Regions from separate parts of the Mus musculus genome. Here regions 1, 2, 4 and 5 are each linked to region 3. A link is a contact called in public Hi-C and targeted proximity ligation data. All regions are on one chromosome and are shown on one strand. The core of a region is the stretch at or near the end of the contact, and the rest is flanking DNA. Distances in the headings are between cores, read along the strand shown.

Evidence for each region. A called contact is a pair of places that touch in the nucleus more often than the background predicts.
Region 1: a contact with region 3 is called in a targeted proximity ligation map of microglia, with 5 times the contacts expected there. A contact is called at or near these places in 1 of 39 promoter capture datasets (hippocampal neurons) and 3 of 130 datasets of targeted methods (extraembryonic endoderm stem cells, large pre-B cells and microglia).
Region 2: a contact with region 3 is called in a targeted proximity ligation map of astrocytes, with 4 times the contacts expected there. A contact is called at or near these places in 3 of 39 promoter capture datasets (hippocampal neurons, liver and pre-B cells) and 1 of 130 datasets of targeted methods (astrocytes).
Region 4: a Hi-C map of muscle stem cells shows a contact between it and region 3, with 5 times the contacts expected there. A contact is called at or near these places in 6 of 39 promoter capture datasets (hematopoietic stem and progenitor cells, hippocampal neurons, liver and 2 more), 3 of 484 Hi-C or Micro-C datasets (CD4 T cells, CD8 T cells and muscle stem cells), 3 of 130 datasets of targeted methods (astrocytes, large pre-B cells and pro-B cells) and 1 of 9 other capture datasets (liver).
Region 5: a contact with region 3 is called in a targeted proximity ligation map of embryonic stem cells, with 5 times the contacts expected there. A contact is called at or near these places in 3 of 39 promoter capture datasets (hippocampal neurons, pre-B cells and second pharyngeal arch cranial neural crest) and 8 of 130 datasets of targeted methods (astrocytes, embryonic stem cells, large pre-B cells and 1 more).

Annotation. Positions count from the first base shown.
Region 1 is chr19:17,355,354-17,358,053 of GRCm38.p6, forward strand. Gcnt1 (glucosaminyl (N-acetyl) transferase 1, core 2) reads right to left here and starts at 1,314. Exons shown (of 3, transcript NM_173442.5): 1 at 1,204-1,314.
Region 2 is chr19:16,872,415-16,875,114 of GRCm38.p6, forward strand. It overlaps Foxb2 (forkhead box B2), which reads right to left and starts at 1,416. Exons shown (of 1, transcript NM_008023.2): 1 at 1-1,416. The coding sequence starts at 1,226.
Region 3 is chr19:18,669,492-18,672,191 of GRCm38.p6, forward strand. Carnmt1 (carnosine N-methyltransferase 1) reads left to right here and starts at 1,268. Exons shown (of 8, transcript NM_026120.5): 1 at 1,268-1,711. The coding sequence starts at 1,509.
Region 4 is chr19:16,779,520-16,782,219 of GRCm38.p6, forward strand. Vps13a (vacuolar protein sorting 13A) reads right to left here and starts at 1,414. Exons shown (of 72, transcript NM_173028.4): 1 at 1,151-1,414. The coding sequence starts at 1,250.
Region 5 is chr19:17,135,468-17,138,167 of GRCm38.p6, forward strand. The region is part of intron 9 of Prune2 (prune homolog 2); the gene reads left to right. Among named protein-coding and RNA genes, the nearest start is that of Prune2, 180 kb to the left of the region's middle.

The sequences.
Region 1 (2,700 bases), core at 64-2,563, 1.3 Mb before region 3:
CAGAGGGGTCCCTGTCTACTAACAGATAATTTACTCTGATCTTTAAAACAAAACAAAACAAAACAAAACTGTCTACCCCTCCTCTTCCTTTCCAGAAGACAAACCCGCCTTTCAGAACAGCTCTAAATAGGGGCAGCAGGCCAGAGGAAGAAATCATATTGCTCCCCCACCACCACTCACCAAATTCAGGTCACAGCCCCACCCACCCTCCTTCTCAAGTCAACGCACCAGTGCTCTCTCTGAACACTACCTCCTACCTACCAGTTTGCCTCTAGCTCCATTATTTGTAACAAAGCAGTTCTCTTCTGCAGCGAAAAGGAAAGATAAAGAGTACACACCAAGCTGACACTTGTTTTTTTTTGCAGAGCCAAGCTCGGATCCTCCACTGGAGGATCCTCCACAGTTGCACGGGGAAAGGGGTTGCATTTTTTTATTCTGCACTGAAAGAACTAAGACTGGGAGCAGCTATGCGCATGAGATGGACTTCTTCTCACTCTTGAGGTGTGATGGCGCTCATCTTTAACCTTGGTAGACAGAAGCAGGAAGATCTCTTTGAGTTCGAAGCCACATGAAAGAGAGAAGGAATGAAGGAGGGAGGGAGGAAGGCAGAAAAAAAAAAGAAAAGAAAAAGTAATAACCCAAGAAAAAGCAAAAACTAAAGAACTAACATGTCTAAGAAGAATTACCCGTTTTTGTAACAGACCTGCAGCCCAAGGCAAGAGGAAGAGCGGCGACTGCTTGGACCCCAAACTGGCCAGTCTGTTTGCAATCACCCTAAAGTAGTCATTCTCTGCCCCAGCGTCGGCTTCTCGGTCGGCGCTCTAACAGGGAGTCACAAACGTCTCTACACTGGCCTGTGGCCTTACGAAGTTTAAGTCTTTGGCGCCCAAGACACCGTTCGTCTCTACTTTTCATGCCTGCAACCAACCCTGATTTCTAAGCCCTCACTCATTGCACCAGTCCGGGAAAGAGTGGTCAGAAAGTGACTTCTAGATGCCACGTGTGTATCCGCGTCCCACCGAAGGACCGGAAGGAGAGTGCTAAGAGGACTCCTGCTCCATCCTAGCCGGGTTCCCGAACCAAGCGCCCTCTCCCTGCTCCAGCACCACTGCCTCCTTGGTGCAGCCCGTCCCGCCCGTTAGATCCGGTTCGGTGCTGTCCAACTCTGCCGGGCAACCCCACCGCTGGCCCAGCCTAGGTTACCTGGAGCCTGTGCCTGCAGGGCGCACGAAACAGTGCTGGATCGGCTCGCCAAGCGGATACTGGCGCGCTCAGCCTTCTGCGCTCCAGACCTCCGAGCCAGCGCCACGCCCTAGGACCCACCCTCGAGACCACGCCCCCAGGCCCACCCTTAAGACCACGCCCCCGGTTCCACTTCGCCCACCTGCGGCCACCGCTCGAGGTGAGGGCGCCCTCTGGGAGTTGCAGTTGTCCGGGAAGAAAACTAGAATCCAAACTTCCTCTTGCTTCCTAAGAATTCTTGGTTCTCTGGGCCAAGGACAAGCTACCTGGATGGGATCTTTTAAGAACTTTTATGTCTTCTTCCTCTGAAGCAGGAAATGTGCCAACTGTTGTCCTGTCTGATCTTAAAAATAAGTAAAAAGTTAAAATGCCCAACGTGTTTATACTGCATCAACTTTAGAGTCGCCCATGCCTTATCATTTTCTAGATAAACCTTGTATCTCATTTTGTGTTACCAGAATGTCAGAATTTATTGAATAACCAATATATTCACAAGCAATGTCAGTTTTTTGGTTGCAGCTTGCCAAGTAATCCTGATTTTACTTGAAAGCTGGTTCCTCTTTCGCACTTTAATTCGTAGTACTAACTCACTTTACACGTTATGCTTTACATAGTAAACAATACACAAATATACAGATTAGAGAAACTACAAGTTTGCAAGCATGTGGGTCTCAGGTGAGCATGCTTAGTGCCCCTCAAGGATAGAAGACATTATCCGTGGGAGTGTAGAAAGCAAGGCTGAGCTGTCTTGGAAGCACCAATCTGTGAAATTCACCCTCTTGGGCTGTAGATCTGAAGAGGTTGCCCCAAGGACTGCCCGCAACAGAACAGAACAGGAGATAGTGGTGTCTACTGAGTGGAACAATAACACCCCAGTTCATGCCAACTCCAGCCCCATGTGTCCTTTCTGCTAAGCTTGGCCCCTTCCTCTCTTCTATTCTAGGGGTTGACTCTTGGAAGATTGCTTTGTTTGCCTTGTCCCTGTTCCCTGCCCCTCCCCCTTTCCCTGGAGTCTTCCAGGGGAAAGCAACATCAGCTCTGGCCACCTGCAGAAACAATGAACTGGGAGTTAATGATTCCTTCCTTCAACCTCGACCCTTTCCTTAAGAGATTTCCCCTCCAGTGACAGTTTTCGCTCTCTTGCTCTAATTTTATGCAGAAAAGTAATGTTATAATGCATTCTAAGTTTAATTCCATTATTATTTTATGTGCATGGATGTGTTGTGTGTCTGTATGTTCATCACATGCATACAGTGCCCTCTGAGGCCATTGGTCCTCTCAAACTGGAGTTACAGATGGCTGTGAGTCTCCCTGCGGGTGGTAGAAATTGAACTGGGATCATCTAGAAGACCAGCCACACTTCCAGCTCCTTTTATAGTGGATTATGTGTTAGGTCTAGAACAGAGAAAGGACATGAGCCCTTTCCCACATGAGGTTTATGATTTATTTTGTCATGCA
Region 2 (2,700 bases), core at 166-2,665, 1.8 Mb before region 3:
GTGGGCTCCAAGAGAGGGGCTGTGGGTGAGGCGGCGGCCGCGCACACGGTGGAGGGAGCAGGCAGCTGCTGCGACGCCGTGGGGACAGACAACGCCGGCGGCAGCGTGGTCACGGGTGGTAGCGCAGGCGTGGGCTTGATGGGCACCGGTACAGCTGGCAGGCTCTGGTTTGCCGAGTGGCACAGAGCCTTGACTGGCACCCCGAATGCCCCATACTCCGGGCCTACCGGGACCCCAGCTGCGGCGGCAGCAGCGGCAGCCGCGGCTACCGAATCCATCACGCCAACATGAGGCCACACGGAGCCGACAACATTGCTGAGCTGGCCCGGCACGGGGTAGCCCAAGTGGTGCATGACCGACGCCAAAGGCAACCCTCCAGCCTGCAGCACGCCCTTGTAGTCCCGCCCGATGATGTTCTCTATGGCGAACGGATGTTTGAAGCCTGTGGTGGACGCGGCGGCTGCAGCGGCGGCGGCGGCGGCCGAGCCCAGCCCGTAGGGTGGGAACTGAGACAGACGCCCCACGCTGCCCACCGCTGCGGCCGCCGCCGCTGCTGCGGCCGCCGCCACGGCCGCCGCCTCCTGCATCTTGCCGGGATGGGACGTCTGCGGAGGCTGCGACTGCGGCTGTGGCTGCTGCGCGGGCTGCGACGGGAGGTGTGGAGGCTGCGGAGCCGGAGCCGGCTGCTGGTGGAAATAGGGCACCATGTGCGGCGGCGGCGGCGGGGGCGGCTGCGGCGGGTGGTGATGGTGGTGATGGTGTGCGGCGTGGTGGTGATGGTGGTGGTGGTGGTGTGCGTGGTGGGGATGGTGGGGATGCAGGTGACCTCCTGGCCCCGTGCCGGGCGCGCCCTTGCTGCTTCCTGAGTGTAGGTGAGCGTGGTCTGCGCGTAGCACCTTGAAGCGCTTGCGGCGCCGCAGGAAGCTGCCGTTCTCGAACATGTCACCGCAGTCAGGGTGTAGCGCCCAGAAGCTGCCCTTACCGGGTTGGTCCGGCCTCCGAGGGATCTTGATGAAACAGTCGTTGAAGGAGAGGTTGTGGCGCAGGCTGTTCTGCCAGCGCTGCGTGTGCTCGCGGTAGTAGGGGAAGCGCTCCATGATGAACTTGTAGATGTCGCTCAGAGGCAGCATCTTCTCAGCCGAATGCTGGATGGCCATGGCGGTCAGTGAGATGTAAGAGTAGGGCGGCTTTTGGTCGCTGTAGGAACTCTTCCCTGGCCGTGGCATCTTCCCAGGCTCTTCCACTTCCGTCCGGCCCACAGTGGGCCTTAACGCCTCTCGGAAAGCCGGATACCAGGCTTAAGTGTCCCCACTAATTCTCTCTCCACCTGCGCAGCCTGATCCCCAGCTTTCTTGGTCCCCAGACCCCTTTTGCCTTGGTCCTCCTCCTTCGGGGAGCTGCCCCGGGTCCCCGCAATTGGCTTTTTGAGCCAATACAGTTTTATGGCGCTCACAACTTCTGGTCTTGACTGTCGTGGGCAGGCCCTCACAGTAGCCAGAGAGACTCGCCAGCTTTACCTTGCTTTTCTCCGTCTCGTCCTCCTCTTGGATGACTAGACTTGAGCTCTGGAGCGAAAGGCTGTGGAATGAGTTTCTTTTTGGTCTCTTTTCCCTTTATCGGTACAAAGGCAGCTCAGATCAAACCAACTGGATAATGAAGACTGGCTTTTTAAGCTCGAGTCCACACTAGCTGTCCCGAGGCCACTGGTGACCGATCTTTCGACCCTGGAAGCTGACCTGGTACTGGGTCTGTCCGCGCTGGAGTTCAAATCTTACAAAAAGGGGTAGACAGGGTAAGAAGAGAGAGAGGGAGCGCGCACTTTCCTATCCGCTACTGTACGTACGTACCCTCTTTTTTCAGGAGATCTGCAGGCAAGCTGAAAATGGAAGAGGCACCGAGCTCTAGGTGGTGGTTCCAAGAAAAAAGTTTGGTGCTGTCTACAGCAGCGGCGCCCACCGTCAGGCTCTATGGAGGGGACGGTGTCAGAACTCCCGGAGCTAGCCGCAGGCTGCAGGGGGCGTCTGCGTAGACAGGCTAGGACCCGGCTCGCCCGGTCCGAACAGCCGTCTGAGCTGCAGCTGCAGCCGCTCTGCCCCGCGGGTTTTGAGAAGACGCGCTGCTGTGGCAGCGACGCGCTCTCCTGGCTGCGTTTTGTAATGGTCCCCGAGACGCCGAGACCCCTGCAGCTTGCGCTTCGAGACTATCACATGACCGAGGCTGAGGGACTCCGCCGCCGCCGCCTCCACAGCCTCTTCTTTTGCTGAAGAAGGGGCAAGAAGGCACAATTTCTCGTCTCCGCCCCTTCTCCATTTCCACTGGTCACCCCGACCCTTCGCTTTCACTTCCCGCTTGCCAGCCCAGGCTTCAGCCGTCTGACCACTGAGAAGGGGTCACTGTCTAGTTGTGGGGGTCTGCTGTTCCACAGCAAGGGGGCACGGCACTGCTTTCTCACCCGTCAGGTCTTGCATAGCTCTCTCCCTTTATCATTCAGTCTTTTCACCCACTCTCCCTTAGTTTCCCGGTGGCCTAGCCATTTAGGTCTCCAGTTTGGAGCACCTTTGTCTCCAGCTCCTTTTCTCTTGGAGAAACAGAGACGCCCAGAGGGTTGTAAGTGGAAACCAATAGAAAGAAGAGCTGGGGCCTACAGATCGGCCCATTTTTTGGCAGGTTCAGCGAGGCACGAATTGCTCTTTGCACCCC
Region 3 (2,700 bases), core at 18-2,517:
CTAATTCCTCTGTTGGCACAGAGTGCTACCAGTCTCAGGTTTATGAGAGCATCTGTATGTATCCACTTTGACAAGACTGGAGTCCAGATGGGCAATCCCTGCTGAGGGCTCTACTTCCTGGGACATGGTATCCAGTTTTATGACAAGATACCAAGTGACAGGGCCATTGTTGAGAAGACCCTATTCACCTTATTTGGGGAGACAGGCACTGGCAAGAGGCAAGGGCTCAGAGCAGTGTTTGTAGAATTGGAACTCAGTCACGGATGAAGATCACACTAACGCCTACTGTCAGTTCTTCTGTTGTGAGGTGTCCACCAGAGAGGACTGTTCAGACATGGGTTTAAGCCAATGGAAAGCTCGATTAGCCGGCCATTGACGACACCGGATGTTCGGGATCCCAGTGTAGCAGTGAGCCTCTTGCAGGATGACCTTTATACACAAAAATTATGTTTTGGGTTGACACACTAAAGTTAGCAAGAACAGGTAGCCAGAAGCAGACGTCCAAGAGCTAAAAAGCAAGTACATTTACAGACTTCCCCGGAGCTATGGACTTTGATGGATTCAGCCTTTGTTTTACTTTGGCAGTGGTGCTGTCTGTGTGCTGAGTTTTACAGCCTTAACGGCACTTCATCATAGATTCAGGTGAGCTAAGGTCTCAGGGCCTTCTAAGATCTGGGGCTCTGCTACATTTCTATCTCGAGTAGCTCATCACAGGCGAGGAAGATGCTATGCTGCCAGTAACTATTCCCATAGCCATGACATCCTGAGCAAGGAGGTCACTGATGTCATTGTGGAGTGAATTTACAAGACGAGCGACCAGCTCACAAACCTTCAGGGCTTGCTTCTCAGTTTTCTGAAGGTTTGATTGGAAACACTGACTCTGGTTCATCTCCCAGCTAATGGAATGTCTTCTGATTCTGCAACTTGGACTTTTCCCTGAAGCACTCTTAATTGTGCCTTCATGGGTGCTTAAAGGGAATCCACTTAGAAAACGAGTTTCAAGGGCTAACTTAAGACCTTGCCTTTTTGAGTTTCTAAAGTTAAAACATTCAAAATCAATTCCTGAAAACCCACTTTTTCTTTCTCTTGCCCTTCCTTTCCAGCCTCAGAGCCCGTCCCACTCCAGCGGGCCAGATTCGTGGCCCCGCCCACTGGCTCTCATTGGTGCCTGCTGCTCTAGCACCGCCCCCAGCAAAGGAGCTCCTCCTCCAGCTGGCCCTAGACCCCGCCCTCTAAGCGTATTCGGACGTCAGCGCGTCGTAGCGGAAGCCCGGCAGCGAATGAACGCGGGCGGCCGCGGCCTTAGCCTGGTCGTCGGCGCGTGCGCGGGTCCCGAAACCCTGGCGGAGCGCAGCGCGAATGGAGGCCTGAGGGCGGCGGGGGCGGGGCGTGCCGCGAGCGGGGGCCTCGGCCGCGGCCGGCGCCGTCTAGAGGAGGCCCGGCCGTTCGCCACCACGCACTCGGGAGCCGGGAAGCGCAGGCGGGTCACGCCGTGGGCCGCGGCGGCGATGCAGCGACGACAGCGCGCTCCGCCCGCGTCTCAACCGGCCCAGGACGGCGGGCGAAGCGAGGACGTGGAGGTGCAGTTCTCCGCCGGGCGTTTGGGCTCGGCCGCGCCTGCGGGGCCCCCGGCGCGCGGCACCGCCGAGGACGAGGAGCGGCTGGAGCGCGAGCACTTCTGGAAGGTCATCAACGCGTTCCGCTACTACGGGTAAGGCGCGCCCGCCCGCCCGCACGCCGCAGTCTCGGGGCCCGCCTCGTGGCTGGTTCGCGGAGCCCGCGGTCACCTGCGCGCGGGCGGTCCCGTGGGGCTGCCTCCCACCTCACCCGGAGCCGCCGGAGCGAGTGTGCACTTTTTGTAGAGAACTGAACGGTGCTGCCGAGTGGCTCTGACCGGATGGTGGAGGGAGGAAGAGATCCCGGAGTTGCAAAATGTGCATCTTGGTAAGGAAAAAAGAGAGCGGGCACCGGAGCCGGCTTTATGTTCTTGTGGTCTGCGAGTAAGTACGGAATTCCTCTCGTGGGCTAGGCATGGTTGTGGGACTCTTCTGTAGGCTCTCCATTCGTATCGCAGCTTCCTAACTTCTACATATGGTCTGGATAGGTGTTCAGATAGCCCAATGAGAATGCCCAAGTACAGATCTGTTCGCGTCTTCGTGCACCCGGGGTTTTGGGCAAGGAGAGTTAGTACATTTATATCCGTAAGCGACACAGTCCACTGTGTTCTGAACCTGTGGTTAGAACCAGAGAGATGAGCGTGACCTCGTGTGCGGATCAAACCAACCTAGGTGGTACTCTGTTGCTATTTGTATTACAGTTGTTTATATATGTAACTCTTTGCCCAGGTCTGACTCCCATCGAGGGCAAGGACGAACCTTACTTTTATGGCACTGTGTTTGGCAATGCTGTTGAAGCTCTATTTTAAAAATAAAACATAGTGGCAAAAGAGGACACTCCCCCAACAGCCCTAATCAGTCTTGCGCGGTGGTTCTATTACTTTGTTACTGTTTTGAATTGAACAGTTATTTAGGATCTGATGGTTACAGAGTGTCAGGTATGGCAGGTGTGTGGAACCCAAGGCCTCAAGCTCTCAAGTTCTAGGCTCACAGGCAGTTCTTGAGTCAAAGACTTCGATGAAATAATTTCCTAATTGAACTCAGAAGTAGAGGGTATTTTCTGATAGTGCCACATTTTACTGTT
Region 4 (2,700 bases), core at 164-2,663, 1.9 Mb before region 3:
CTTTTTTTCTGAGCTACAGAGTTTTGTTATCCTCACTCTGCAACTGAGAAGCAGCGCAGACTAAGCAACTTGCAAGTACCTGATCTCAAAGAGGCTGTGCTAGCTCTTACAGATCAATTGCCCACGTTATCGTGGAAGAAGGTACCTAGCTACATTGAGGGCTTGTTTGTTTAATAAAACTAAATTACTTGTTTTCATTATTTCAAAAATGAGAAGGCTCAAGATAAACGAGAACTTTTAGAAAGTTTTAAGTAAGTACATTATCAGAGAATGCACACACTATTTACACAAATAATTAACCCTAACTTTGGCCTGGAACGTTCATTTCAAAAAAGGCCTCTACTTGCTAATAGCTACTTAAAATAAACAAGAGTCTAATGCAATACAGATGGAAACACTAAAAATAAGACACTGTATTAGGTAAATCATTGCAGTGAAGGGGTAGATGCAGCCCTTCCCATCTAAGCAACAGAGAGGAGTGCTCATCACGTCTTCGTCAGGTCCGAGAAACGGAAAGCCCAAATTACATTTTGACCGTCTGTTTTCCTGCATTTTCTTTTCGTTCTTTAAAAAAACAAAAAACTCAGGTCTTACAAACACCCACATTCCCACCTGGTCAGGCTGCGACCTGAAAACCTAAGTAACTCTGAGATACTCTGAAAGGGGCTTTCCTTTCCTTTTATTCCCCCTGTCATTTGCCTGTCCCAGCTAAGCAACACCCAAGTCCAAGTTCAGTGGCCGGACCGGAACTCGCCTAGAAAGCACGGTGAAGTGGGGCAGGGAAGGGACGAAGGGTGTCTTCGCGGACGGCGCCTGGTCTTCACGTGCAAGTCGGCGTGCGACTCCCCGTGGGCTCGCCGGAGCCTTCCTGACAGCCCGGGGCCAAACTGCCAGGGATGCCTCCCTTGCCCAGCGGAGGCCAAGGGTCACCAGCACCCGGCCCCACCGGGACGCGAGGCTTCAGCCAGCGCCTCCCCCAACCTCACGGCTCGCGCCGCCCGCCCGCCCGCCCGGGAACCGCCGCCCCGCTTTACATAACTTGAAGGGCGAGGCGGGCAGCTGCAGGTGGCGGCGCCGGGCTGGCCAAGGACCGAAGCCACGAGAAACCGCGCCGCCGTCTCCCGCGACCCTGGAGCGGCGACCCCGTTACCTTTCCAAATGCCCAGGGAGAGCTGGGACTCGTCCAGGTTCACCACATAGTCTCCCAGGAACCGGTTCAACACTTCCACGACCACCGACTCGAATACCATTTTTTTTCCTCTCTGCCGCGGAGGGCACCGCGGCACTACCCGGGCTGCTCCTCCCTCGAGACGGCTCGGCTTACCGGCTCCCGGCCCGCTCCAGCTACGGTGCGGGTGCTGCCGGGTCCCCTCAACCCGACCGCGAGCCCCACAGAAGGAAGGTAGCCGCTCGCACCACGCGTGCGCAGCTCGGGCTGCGCGTGGGGGCGTGACCGACGCGGAACTGGAGGCGCGGCCGGGAGCGAGAGTGAAGGACGGCGGCTGCGCAGCCGCGGGCCCGCCCTTGCCCGCGAGCGGACCGCCGGGCCTCTCCCGCCGGCCGCGCCTCCTATCCGTCGCTTAGCAACAGAACACCAGTCGAGCGCTGGAGACCCCGCCCCGGAATGATTCTCCTTTTTACCCGCAGCGAACTTTCTCTAGGAGGCGGGGCGTGATGATAACCGACAGGAACGCCGCTTCCGAAAGAGAAAACTAAGATCGCGGGATCCAAAGAGTGGAGAGTGTACAGCTTGGTGCGAGGTTGCGGGAAGTTTCCTGAGGCAGTTTCCCAGGACGCTTTTCCCCCATTATTACCAGTTGTGAGGTTCGGCCAGCCTTGGTGCTTGGGTACTTCCTGACGTTCTCCCTTCTCCTGGCAAGGATGCGAACTGGCCCTTCAGTTGCCTTCCCTTACTTCCTCAGCTACTAATCTGTGCTGAGGAGGGGCGAGGGAGAGTAAAGTTGGGAGATAAATTCCAAGTTCTTAATGTGCAACTGCTCTTGGCACCTTTTTCCGGTCAAATCATTTATGTGAAAGCCGCCAGTCATGTTAAAGAGTAGCACGTTTGAGTCAGTCCGGAGACAGCAGAGAGCCTGCCAAGAACCAAGAAAGACACCTCTGAGCCTTAGTGGCCAAGCTAAAATAAGTAGTGTCTCCGCTCCACGCTTGGACTTAGAGAAAATTGGTCCCAAAGTCCTGAGGTCACAAGACAGAGGTGCAACTTACAGAACCGACATTAATCCTCTGAGGATTTCAGAGGCAGCAGTACACTTTCAACTTTCTCTTCGCAAGGCACATCCTGATTTGGCACTGAGTGTATTTTGTGCATAGTCATCAAGTATCTCAAATTTATTTCAGAAAAAAAAAAGAGCAAAAATAGTGTAAACTTTTTTAAGCTTTTAAAGAATATATTAGCATATATTTTACAAAATAATGGGTTTCATTATAACATCTTGATAAATGTGTATATTTTGGTCGTTTATTACCCATGACTCTTTCTTGTCCTATTGACTGATTCCTTCTTCCCAAATAGGACCCCTTCTGTTTTCATGGATTTTTCTATCAAGATTCTAAACCTTCATCCATGTTGGTTTTTTTTAATGAGTTTTTATTTAGCACAATTTTAAATTTCATTTGTGTGTGTGTATAAGTGTTTTCTACATCCGTACCTGGTACCCTCAGGAATAGCTCTCTGGTTAT
Region 5 (2,700 bases), core at 59-2,558, 1.5 Mb before region 3:
GTTACAGGTGGTTGTCAGTCACCTGGTGTGGGTGGTAGGAACTGAATCTGGGTCCTCTGCAAGAACAGGAAGCATTTTAATCACAGTGCCCAAAATGTGAGTTTTAAAAGTGTCTCTAATTAAGAGTTGGTATAAAGTTTGGGCATGGTGACTCACATTTGTAACCCCAGAGACAGGAGGACCACCATTAGTTTGAGGCCAGCCTCAACCCAGCAAGACAGTTTTTCAATAAATGAATAAATAAGTAAATAACAATTGGGCTGAAACTGATTATGTTCCCATCTATTATATAAATGTCCTTTGATACTTTACTTGCCATAATTATATCGGTACTCCAGATGGCATTTCTATTTTGTAATTTATATATATATTTCTTTATTTACTTACTCATTGAATCATTCATTCATTTGGAGAGGGCCTTGTGTATCACAGGCTGACTTCACAACTGCTATTGTGCTAAAGATGACCTTGGCATTCTGTTCCTTCTGCTTCCACCTGGATGCTGGGATTATAGGCATGCGTCACCATGCCTGGCTTATTAAGATTGAATCCAAGACCACTGTACACATGAGGCAAATGCTTTTCTAGCAGAATGGCATCCCCAGTCTCTGCTGGCAATTCTAGAATTAATAGTAGTGAACATTTGCTGCAAAGCTATTTCAACCCAGCCCCGCTGGATAGGTTATCTTACAGTTTTAAAGTAGCATTATTATTGCTGTCTGTGAGCTGGAGAGCTGAGGCGCCATGCTGTCATAGTCTCCTGCAAACTAGCTAGTAAGTGAGGTTAGATTCAAACTCAAATCTCTGTTTGCAGCATATTTAATCCACCATGCACCTTAGAGCTGTATGAGTCTTGGGTGGGCATCCTGGCTTTTCTAGAACTTTCTGACTTTTTTTTTCTAGAACTATTTTTTCTATGTTTTTTTATGGTTCTCTGTATTATCTTAATCATTGTTCATTAAATGCTCAATTACCTTTTTTTGTAGATACGCTGTAGAGGTAGTGTGTGTGTGTGTGTGTGTGTGTGTTTAAAAGGTTTCTAGGAACGGAATCTCTTTCAAACTTGTATGTTGAAGAAATTCAAATGCAGCCTTATTCAGAGAAAGGAGTGGCAGCGGTTTTCGTAAAAATGACATAAAAATCAAGAGGGTGTTTGTGACTCCATAATCCCGCGGGAGTATTTTCTATTCCCAAACGCTGCCTTTCCCAGCTTCTGCTCCAGCGCCAGGCACAGCAGGCTGGTGCACTAGGAGATCTAGGAGGCAGGTGATCAGCCTTATTTAGATGTGCCAGGGATCACGTGACCAGAAAATGGAGGCGAATCTGTACTTGGTGTTAACTGCTCCAGAAGGGAGATGCTGAAGCGCCAGAACCGCGCATCTTTCTGTTCCTCTCGCTAGCAAGCCTCCTGTCACCCTCAGAAGGTAGGTGGGTCCTGGTCAGACTTTAGGAAGATTGGGCCGGGCGAGGAGAGATTGCAATGGAGACAGTCCTTCTTGAAGCCTGTCTATTGCCGCTGGGAAGTTGGAGGAGGGAGGAGGGGGCAAGAGGAGGCTGGATTCTGCCCGGTCCCTCACCCCTGACACCCGACAGCTGACCAGCTCAGAACCAAGGAGCAGGCAAGCTTTCGATTTCTCGCCCCCTTCCTGGCTGCAGACAATTATCTAACACACCTCTGCATAGCTATAATCAATTTTTATTCATTTATGTCTAGGATAAATATGCAGACAATAAATTAGAGGAAGTGACCGTGTTAAAACTGTTGAGACCGCCGAGAGAGGATGACTGTAATGTCTGGATGGTGTGGGCAGGCTGCCGGAGTAGTGAGGAGTTCACATTTTGCGTTTCTAAAAGTTATCGAAGCTACTATAACAACACCCACTTCTCAATATTTTTCTGATAAATCTTAGAACATTTACAACCTACCTGATTTCTAAGCTACAGAAGTAGGTCACTCTCAAAAATGGGCTTCTGCTGTTCGCACTGGCCTATCAGAATCAAGAGACAGAACCACTATTTTATGTATGAAATGTCAGTATTTCGCTGAAAAAGTAAATTGTGTAAGCAATTAACGATAAAGTGCCCCTGGCCACTTTAGACGATAACACTCGATTTCTACCCGGCAGAGGTGATGGGTGGCAGATACTGCCCTGCAAAGAGAGCACTGGCCATGTTTTAAGGGAGAGGGGCATCCTTTCACCAATTGCCCGACTCTCTACAGATTAGTATCAGTAACTGATTTTGTGAGTAGTTTTTAGACCCATATCCAACCAGGAAAAGTGCCCCTAGCCCCAGCTTCACCCCAACCCCACCCATCCAGCCCCAGCCTCAGCCCCAGCCCCAGCCCCACCCAGCCCCACCCAGCCCCACCCCAGCCCCACCCCGCCCCACCCCAGCCCCAGTCCCCACCACCACCACTCATCCCTGCCTAGTCACCCCAGAGCTCCAGGGCTCTAGCACCATCCCCATCTCTACCCTTTCCCCCTCCTCAAAGCCCCCCCCCCCCCCAGCCTCCCACAGAGGAAGATGGGAGCTGCTTCAGAATAAGCCATCTCAAAGTCTTCATGTGATGAAAGTTTTCCTGGCATTATAATTGGTAATATGCCCAGAACATAAAAATGTAGGATAATTAAATTTAAATAGTAAAGAAAATAGACTGTGGGATGTCAATTGTTGAGAAATTTAATATCTACACACCTC